Linked DNA regions of Ovis aries: region 1 is linked to region 2. A link is a contact called in public Hi-C data. All regions are on one chromosome and are shown on one strand. The core of a region is the stretch at or near the end of the contact, and the rest is flanking DNA. Distances in the headings are between cores, read along the strand shown.

The links. A called contact is a pair of places that touch in the nucleus more often than the background predicts.
Region 1: a Hi-C map of tail adipose tissue shows a contact between it and region 2, with 2.2 times the contacts expected there. The contact joins two enhancer-like sites. A contact is called at or near these places in 4 of 16 Hi-C or Micro-C datasets (blood, mesenteric adipose tissue, mixed tissues and 1 more).

The regions. Positions count from the first base shown.
Region 1 is chr9:32,355,941-32,360,772 of ARS-UI_Ramb_v3.0, reverse strand. All of the region lies in intron 5 of SPIDR (scaffold protein involved in DNA repair), which reads left to right. Among named protein-coding and RNA genes, the nearest start is that of SPIDR, 69 kb to the left of the region's middle. Within about 2 kb of position 3,477, at least 34 of the 54 cell types and tissues checked have an H3K27ac peak or open chromatin away from gene starts, as enhancers often do. A contact at or near this core is called in tail adipose tissue, where this site is marked.
Region 2 is chr9:32,301,156-32,306,076 of ARS-UI_Ramb_v3.0, reverse strand. All of the region lies in intron 7 of SPIDR (scaffold protein involved in DNA repair), which reads left to right. Among named protein-coding and RNA genes, the nearest start is that of SPIDR, 120 kb to the left of the region's middle. Within about 2 kb of position 2,051, at least 11 of the 54 cell types and tissues checked have an H3K27ac peak or open chromatin away from gene starts, as enhancers often do. A contact at or near this core is called in tail adipose tissue, where this site is marked.

The DNA.
Region 1 (4,832 bases), core at 2,228-4,727, 53 kb before region 2:
GTTTTTATTTTGCAGAAGTCCAGTTTATTTATTGGAGAAGGCAATGGCACCCCACTCCAGTACTCTTGCCTGAAAAATCCCATGACGGGAGGAGCCTGGTAGACTGCAGTCCATGAGGTCGCAAAAAGTCGGACACGACTGAGCTACTTCACTTTCACTTTTCACTTTCATGCATTGGAGAAGGAAATGGCAACCCACTCCAGTGTTCTTGCTTGGAGAATCCCAGGGATGGGGGAGCCTGGTGGGCTGCTGTCTATGGGGTCGCATAGAGTCGGACACGACTGAAGAGACTTAGCAGCAGCGGCAGCAGTTTATTTATTTTTTTCTTTGATTCCTTGTGCTTTTTTGTGTCATATATAAAAAACTATATAATATATGGCCATGCAGATTTGAACCTATGTTTTCTTCTTAAAGTTTCTGTAGTTTTACCTTTTAAATACTGATGTATGATCCTTTTTGAATTAATGTTTCACTTGGTTTTAGGCTGGGTGAAATTTGTTCTTTTTCATGAGTATGTCCAATTGTCCCAGCACCATGTGTTGAAAACTGTTCTTTCTCCATTTAAAGGTCATGGTCTCCTTGTCAAAAATCAGCTGACTATGTATGGATGGGTTTATGTCTGGAATCTAAGTCATTTTCCACTGATCTGTATGCCTCCCCTTTTGCCAATTCTGTCTTCTTTTGATTAGTGTAGTTTTGTAGTAGATTTTGAAACTGAAAAGTCAGTATTCCCTAACTCTGTTTTTCTTTTTCAAGATTGTTTTGGCTATTTTGGGCCTGTTCCATTTACATAGGTATTTTAAAATGAGTTTCCTATTTCTGTCCTCTTCTGCCCCACCCTTGCATGGCTGGGAGGACCTGTTTCCTTCTCTTGGTGTTGGTGTGTGGGAGGCAGAGGAGCATTCCACAGGAAAGAGACCACATTCTAGTAATGACCCAATAGTGGTCAGGGCCTGAAGATTTCAGGAGAGGCATGGTTGGAAGAGTGCTGTTCTACTTTTATGCTGTAAAATTCCTAACTGTAAATGTAACATGACCAGAAAGCCTAATTATTCGCACATTGCTGCTTACACTGGTTAAGACTTGAGGTCTTCAAACAAGTAAACAAAATCTAACAACAACCTTTGAGAAAGTCATTGGAAGTTAGTGATTAGGTGATACAGTGGAGGAAGAGTATCATTAGTAGAGATATAACCAACATTGACTAAATGGCATCGAGGAACCACAGCACATGTGTACTGTCTCAATACCAACATGTCCTAGGAGCATTGTGAGTGGTAACAGTAGTCACTTTTTCTTAAGTGGGAGTTACGAAATTAGTTTTGCACGCAGATATGATGTCTGTGCTGCTAAGTCGCTTCAGTCGTGTCCGACTCTGTGCAACCCCATAGACGGCAGCCCACCAGGCTCCCCCGTCCCTGGGATTCTCCAGGCAAGAACATTGGAGTGGGCTGCCATTTCCTTCTCCAATGCATGAAAGTGAAAAGTGAGAGTGAAGTCTCTCAGTTGTGTCCGACTCTTCGTGACTGCAGCCTACCAGGCTCCTCTGTCCATGGGATTTTCCGGGCAAGAGTACTGGAGTGGGGTTTCATTGCCTTCTCCTATGATGTCTATACTACACCACAAAGAATATTTATGTGCATGATTGCACAGTAGATAGACACTGAGTATCTGTTTTTCTACTCCATATTTGAAAACTTCATTGATAAATCACTATAGCTCTCATGAGCCCATGAGAATTTTGTAAAATCAATTATTTATTCAGACAGTTGCTTTACAAAAACCATAAGCTGAGGACTGCCCCATAGCCTAGAGGTTTACATCAGTGAACAGAATCCAAGTTGTCGGTGGGATGTCAGCCTTGCTGTTCTTTTATACTAATTGATAGCGTACCTGAGAACAGGGAATGTTTTCATGAGTTAAGGGTAGAGTGAGTAATATCAGTTGAGCTTGCATTGTTTTACTTTAAACAAAGGTATTATTTATAGTGTATCTTCATGGGTGAATGCACCCTGAGGAGTATGAGTAAAACATTTCTTTAACTAGATCTGTGAACTTTGTGTTCTTATGACTGCCTCTGAGGGGCCTGGGCTGGGTAGAGAACAGAACTACAGCGTTCAGGTGTTAACAGTTACAACCTTCAGTCCACAGTAGAATTGACTTTTTAATTATAACAAAGTTTTAAGCCTAGGCCTACTTCTAGGTGCAATATTGGTCCATGTATCCTTAGTTATCAATTGTTATCAAGATATTTAGATTAGTTTTAACATTCATCTGAGTAAATCATATTTGATTGAAAAAAGAAGCTTTTATCAGAAGGTAAACCATATGTATTTCCAGTTTTTTTTTCCTTTGACTTCCTATGCTAGTATTATTTACAACTTACTTTAAACATAATTTGAAATAATTATGAACAAATAATTATGTCATAGTTTTGAAAGAGTAAGGTTTAAAGTATATAAGAATAAATGTTCAAGATTTTTTAACATTTTACTATGTTGAGGAAAATCATTTGACTACGTAATTCTGTCTGTCAGAGTTGAAGACATGATAGGCTTTGATCTTAAGACATAATTTGTGCTGTTGTAAGACGAGAGACCTGTGAAAGTACTTAGTAAAAATTAAGGCTGGAAACTAAAGGGTGAACAAACATCTGTGCTTTCATCGCGGCCTTCTACCAGTGTAGACTGCCGAGTGTTTGTGGTTTGAGTCTTGTCTCTGTGAGTCCTGTAGGACTCCTGTGGTTTCCCTGGATTAGGAGCTGGTTGTGAACTGCTGCAGTTCATGAGGATGAACTCTCGTAACGTTACACGAAGGATGGCGCTTTCGGAGTAGGAGGAAAAGCAGATGACAAAAACTAAAGGAAAAGAGAAGTGTTTTTTTTCTGAAAGTATGTAGACTCCCTGCAGATTATGTGTTCTTCTCATTTGCATCTTACCTTTGTGGATGAGTTAACGTAACCTGTGTGGGAATGACATAACTTTCCTATCTCTTACTTATTCTGACTGGATCGCATGAGAGGACTGCACTGTGGCCCACATTTTTCTCCAGGGCTTTCTGCGGAAGTGAGTCAATACGTTGTTTCTGGCTTTACTTGCTGGCCCTCCCTCCCATGCCAGCGTTGGGTGCATTGGAATTTTCCAGGTATATCATTAGAGGAGGCAGCATAGAAAGGGCCGGAGCAGGATTCACAGTGCCTGGGGAAGTCCCAGGGATTGTTCCAGGAAGTACTGAAAGTGAGCCAAATGGAGTAGGGCTAAAAAAATGACCTGAATTAAAAATGGACAGAACACTGAAAAGCCTTCATCACATTTAACTATCTTTTATTATCATATTTAAAAACTGATTTAAAATGTAAGCTGAGATTTCTTTTTAGCGTGGATTTCAACACCTTTTTTTGTGCTTGTGCCAAGAACACAGTGTTCTGTTAAGTCATTCAGTGACGAAGACTGCTGGCTTGCTGCCAACCAGGGTCAAGTTCATTCAGATAAGCTCCAGTGTAGATACTAAACTGAGTGAGGAACATTCCTCTGTCTTGGCATGTTAGGTGGGTTTGGAGGATCAGTTGTTTTCGAAGATTGTTGTGCTAATGTCACATTCTTGTCTGTTTGTTGACTCTGCATCTGACTTAGTGAAATAGTGCTGCTCTCCTAACCATTCCAGACGAGTATCTAGCAGGCCCGGTATGAACTCTGCTCTGTCATGGGAACTGTTGCTTTACACCACTGAAGGGAACACACAGGATTCAAGAAGTGCTCTTTTCAGTCACATATGCAAATTGAAGCTGGAAAAGGTGGATTAGAAGGAAGAAGAATGCTATCAAGTACCCATCTTTAAGGATATTATTCATCCTTTCACTCATTGGAATGAATGGTTCTTTCTTAGTTCCTTGGTTTAATTTCTCAGTTACCATCTTTGTTTTCCAGTTGCAGAAATTCATTGACTCTGTTATATTAAAAATGCACTAAGTACACAGAAATCTTAATAACTAGAGCTATTTTGCCTGAAAATTACATTTAAACAGTTTTTTTTGGAAAGTATTTAATTTGTCAATGTGTGAGTGAGCAAACATATTTTGACTTGTAAGTGGCTTACTAGATCCTCAGAAGATTACTTTTTTCCTGTTCATTGTAATATTTAACCAAGGATATGGAGTTGGTGTTGCTACTGATAAAGTTTAAAGAACGCTTGGGTTACTTACTGTCTGCTGGAATATGCGGTTTGGGGGCCAGTGTCCGGTGATGACCCTCTTTCTGTGACTGGTCACGGTGTCGCATAATGGTTCTCTTTCTGTGACTGATCACCGTCTTACTCATTAATGCCTGTCTGGACTCGAGCAGGATGCCTTGTCCTCATCGGCTCACTGGGTACCAACAGTCGGCCAGTTAATGGATACCAGTCACATCACGGGTCAGACGTGTGATGATGGAGCATTTAGGTCTGGGATCATACTTTATATCATAAAAAATAATCCCATGAAGCAAATAAATCATAAACATATGCCTTTACAGACTTATTTAAAAGCAAACATGTTATCAAAAGCTGTAACATAAGTATTTGTTTAGCTCATTTTTCTGCATGGGTTACTTTGGGCTTCTAGAAAGCTTGAGCAGAAGAAACTTCTTCCATCAAATCTTCATGTAGCAAGCATACTAATTTACCACCCTTCCAAGGACCTTTGAACAGTATAAAATATTGTTAATGCAGATGGAATATGCATGAATTTCTCAGAAAGCCTTAGAATGTTAAGTGCTGGAAGGAATATAGCATTTCCTCCCTTCCTCAAGAGGCACTTTGTAGTGTTAGCAGAGAGTTAGGGTTGGGCATTATAT
Region 2 (4,921 bases), core at 802-3,301:
CAAGAATACTGGAGTAGGTTGCCATGTCCTTCTTAATTTCTTCATTGCAGTATTTCCTCATAAATAAAAAGTTGTCTTGGTGTTAGTAAATGGTTGATTATTTCTGCCAAACCTAGTTAGTTGGTAAACTAAGATCCTTCAATTACTTGAAAAAAATACTTGATAGAAAATACATATGACTTGGTCTAAGTATTCTAGTATTGAGAGTTTAAAGCTAGGAAAGAGAGGTGTGTGGTTGGCTGTTTATTTAATTTGTCTGATATTTGGCAGTATTGTGCCGGTTAAATTTTTAGTTTCTGTGAGGACATGGGGTTTTTGACATAATATGACAAGTTTAAAAACAATACATGTTTGTTCAGATTTATGGAATGAGAATGACATGGCCTGAAGCAGGTTGCAGTTTCCTAGGTCCAAGTCTTAATCTCATTTAAAATGTTTTCTTCAACTCCTTGGTCTATCTTACTTATTTACCCTTTGCTTCAAGTGAAGGGACCTTGCCTGTGACCTGCTCAGTGTGGGTCAACTCCAGGGTGCTGAGGAGGTCTAGCTGCAGTTCTTTTTCTTAACTTCCGCTTTCCTCTGGGGTCAAGGGAGCTGCCTCTGGAGTATTTCTAGCTTCCCTCTGACCAATAAAACCAGAAAGCTGATTAGTGTCTAAGCTTTATTTTTTCTGCTTTTTATATTCAAACCCACATTTAGGGACGGCAGTGGTATTTAATATTGCTCTTTGTAGTCATGGGCAAGAGGAACTCACATTAATACTCTGAGTTATTTAAGTCAGGAAACAAACTATGATACCAGTTTACCCACTGTTAGAACTGTAACTTCATGTCCCAAATGACTGTAATTTCCAGTGATCATTGTAAGTTAGTAGAAAAGAGTTCATACAATCAAGTTATTTCATAATTATGTTAAAATATTGATGGGACCTGAGAGAGAGGAAGGGATACTGACACCAAACTCAACTCTCCAGCTAATGTGTGTCACCCCTTAGCTGTTTCTGCCACATTATTTTTCATCTCTTGTGAGTTTTCCTACCGAAAAACCTATGTAATGAGATTTGGTGGCACAGCAGAAGTAAATGATGCTTTCAGATTCCCTTTAAGTTTATTTAATCTGTGCTTTCTCCATTTCTTTTTACATGAAAAGAAAAACGGTAGTTCTACAGATTCTTTTCTCATAGATCTGAGGTTTAAAAGAATCTTTATTTCTGTTTTCTTCTGTAAATTATCCAAAAATAAGACTGCAAAGTTAGCCCATTCTAAATGAATTATATAGTGTGTAACACATATCTGCTGTTGAATTCCACATGTGGCTCAATGAATAAAAATTCATTCATAGAGTTAAATTGGGACCTCTTTAATGACAAAAATTATCTGTATGTTCAAAATGCTAGTTTTGACCTTTAGAAAAGCATTGATATTGGCAAGGCAGCATTCCCTTTGGCTTGCTCAAGCAATTGTTTTACCCTCCAGCCTAGTTCAGTATCATGTCGGCCTTTGTCCTGATGTGAAATCTTGAGTGTGTCATCGTAACCTTTTCACCAGTCTATCTTTCCAAACTCTGCCAGCTCATTTTTACTTTTACATTTTACTTTCAGAGAGGTTGTAATTTCCACTTGGGACCTTGGTGCCTGAAGGAGCCTGCTTGAAAGTGGGAGTCCAGGCTTGACTGCCTTTGTCTCCCCAGAAGATGGTGAGGAAGGGGAGTGAGCCGGCCGACTTGGCGGCCTGCTCCCCAGGTGTTCCCCATAAGTGTTGCTGCAGGAAGGTGGTCTTAGAGTGGGCGGTTGCTTATCACACAATGCTCGTAAGCTTTTCGAACACATTCTGTTACAAAATAGGAAACTTTGCAGCCCCCGTGCAGAATAAGTAAGTTCTTAAATTAGTAAAATGCCTTACAAAGTTTGGAAAACAAATTGGAAACTGCCTTTTTACTGTGACAGCGATTTACGAGGCTAGCAACTTGAGCACACCCGCTTCCATGCCCTGTGACGCTGCTCCATCTCCACCAGTATGCGGAAGTGGTCATTCCTCGGAGCTGTGTTCATGCAGCCTTCACACAGCCGGTCGCCCTTCCTTCAGGGACACGCTGCCTCCTGTCTGCCTCCTCCTGTGTACACTTTCCTCCTGTATGAGTCCTCCTCTGTGAGCAGCTTCAGCAGGTGTTTGTCAGGCTTCTGCCTTGACCTCTTCTGTTCTGTGTCCCCTTCCTGGATAATCTAGGATCTCCATGCCAGCCCCCTGACTCTCAGGGCTGCTGGGCAGTCTGGAAACTGTCCTGGCCCAGCGCCAGCACCACCGGCACCTCGGTGCCTGCAGACCCAGCGGACCAGTGTGCCTGCCACCTGCTACCCCAGCCCACACACCGAGTGTCTTCCATGGGCTCTCTTTTTTTTTCCCCCATGGTCTCTTGCACATGTTTTCAACCCATTAAGTCCCTCAGTGCTGGTGATTCTACCTCACAGCTCTCTCTCAGGTGAGACCTCTTCAGCCATCCCATCTGCCACAAGCTCAGGCCCCTGTCCCCTTGCGCCTGGATTACTGCATCAGCCCCTGCCTGGTCTCCCTGCCCCTGCCTGTCCTCATTTTCAGCCTGTTGGGGTCATTATGCTAAGAGGCAAATCTATCACTTGCCTGCTTTAAAAAATGTCCATTGACTGCCTCTTATGTTGGAGTAAGTGTCCATCACCGTCGGAGCCTGTGGTATGAGCTTTCTTGGTTTGGGTCTTGGCCCACCCAACTAGTTATTTCTCGCATACGTACCACCCTGCACCTGTCACAGCTGCCCTCCACCTGCCATGTCTTTCGTGATAGCCACCTGACCACCAGGCCCAGTACACTTTCCTCTGTTGGTAGTTACACTGCTGGCGTCCTGTTGTTCAGTAGGTATTCCAAGTAAAGGCAAACCCTAGCTCTGCAAAGTGCCGCAAGGATGTGCAGGGCTGACCCCAACCCTGGGCTGTGCCCGGGGACTCAGCAGGTGTTTATGAAGTGAATAAATGGCGTCAGTGGTACATTTAAAATTTTTCCATGACACCGGAGTGCAGAAATGGCCCTAGCTCTGCTGGAGCTGAAGGCCCGTGCAGGTCACTTGATCTGTGCCTCTTTCTTTCCTGAGAAAATTTGTCTCAGCCAAACCTTTGGTGATTTCTCTTTGAGATCCTGTGTTGCCATTGTCCACTGTTCCGGCGGGAAGTCATCCTCCGAGCGCCCCCCTCAGTCTCTCTGGTTATTGTACTCCCGGGTCTCTCCATGCATGTCCTTGGAGAGACGATAAACTTTTTGATGTCATTTCATTTTAATCCTTCAGCTGATTACTCTCCTTTTCCCTCTCCTCCCTCTTAGGGTCTATTACAATGTCCTTGGAAAGGGGATGGCACCCACCCCTGAAATAACCTGCTCTGCTTTAGTAGTTGTGAATTCACTGTAATTCCTGCTGGAACGTACACTGCTCTAATTATTGATACCGCCTGTGTGTGTGCTAATACATATCCAACTGTTTTGTGACCCTATGACCTGCTGCCTGCCAGGCTCTTGTCTGTAGACTTTGCCAGGCAGGAATACTGTAGTGGGTTGCCATTTCCTCCTCTAGGGGATCTTCCCGACCCAGGGATCAAACCCACATCTCTTGTATCTCCTGCATCACCAGGCGGATTCTTTACCACAACACCAACTGGGAAGCTTGCCTATTTTGACCCAATTTAAAGTGGCTTAACTGATGGATTAGAAGTTCTTCACTAGAATATCCTTTACGAATAGTTCTCAGAGAGTGGGAGGGGATTAGGGTTGCTGTTGGAGTAAGTATCAAGAGTAACAGGGCCTTAGGGACACCCTGGATCTGTCCGCATATCAGTACATGTGTCTTTAGTTCTTTTTGCTGCAGGGTTTTCAGCATGTTGGACTGACAGTGAGTGTGCACTTTGCACAGATGCACACGCACTCTAGCCTCCCTCAGGATGGCTTAGAGAAGGTGGATGTGAGCCCTGATTTCTAGAGGATTCTGCTAGTTAATAACTATCCAGAAGTAGTAATTTGCTGTTTTGTAGTTGGGTTCCTAAAATTTTTCTCAAGACATTTGATTGCTTTATAGCTGATGTTAAATATATAAAAAATTAGAGATATTTAACAGCCCTATGATCTTTTAAAAGTTGTTTTCAGTGTGATTTTTAAAATTTTTTTACTTTGAGGAAGTTGCTTTACGATGTTGGGATGGTTTCTGCTGTATGATAGTGCAAATCAGTCATGATTATACATCTATCCCTTCCTGCTTGTGCCTGCCTCCCCTTCGCTCATCTGGCCCTCTAGGTCATTGCGGAGTGCCCGGCTGAGCTCCCTGCGTCATGCAGCAGCCTCTCACCGGCTGTCTGCTTTTCACAGGGCAGTGTGTATATGTCAGTGCTGCCCCTCAGTCCATCCCACCCTCTCCCTCCCCAACAGTATCCACAAGTCTGTTCTATACATCGGCATCTCCATTCCTTCCCTGCAAATAGGTTCATCAGTACTGTTTTTCTAGATTCCATATATATGCTAATGCATATATACATATAAGCGATATTTGTTTTTCTCTTTCTGACTTCACTCCATATAACAGGCTCTAGCTTCATCCCCCTCACTACAACGGACTCAAATTCATACTTTTTTATGGCTGAGTAATATTCCATAGTATATATGTACCATATCTTCTTTATCCACTCACCTGTCAGTGGACATCTAGGTTGCTTCTGTGTCCTGGCTATTGTAACTAGTGCTGCAATAAACACTGGGATACATATGTCTTTTTGAACTGTGGTTTTCTCAGGATATATGTCCAGTAGTGGGATTGCTGGGTCATATGGTAGTTTTATTCCTAGTTTTTTTTTTGTTTTTAACGAATCTCCATACTGCTATCCATAGTGTCTGTATAAATTTACATTTCCACC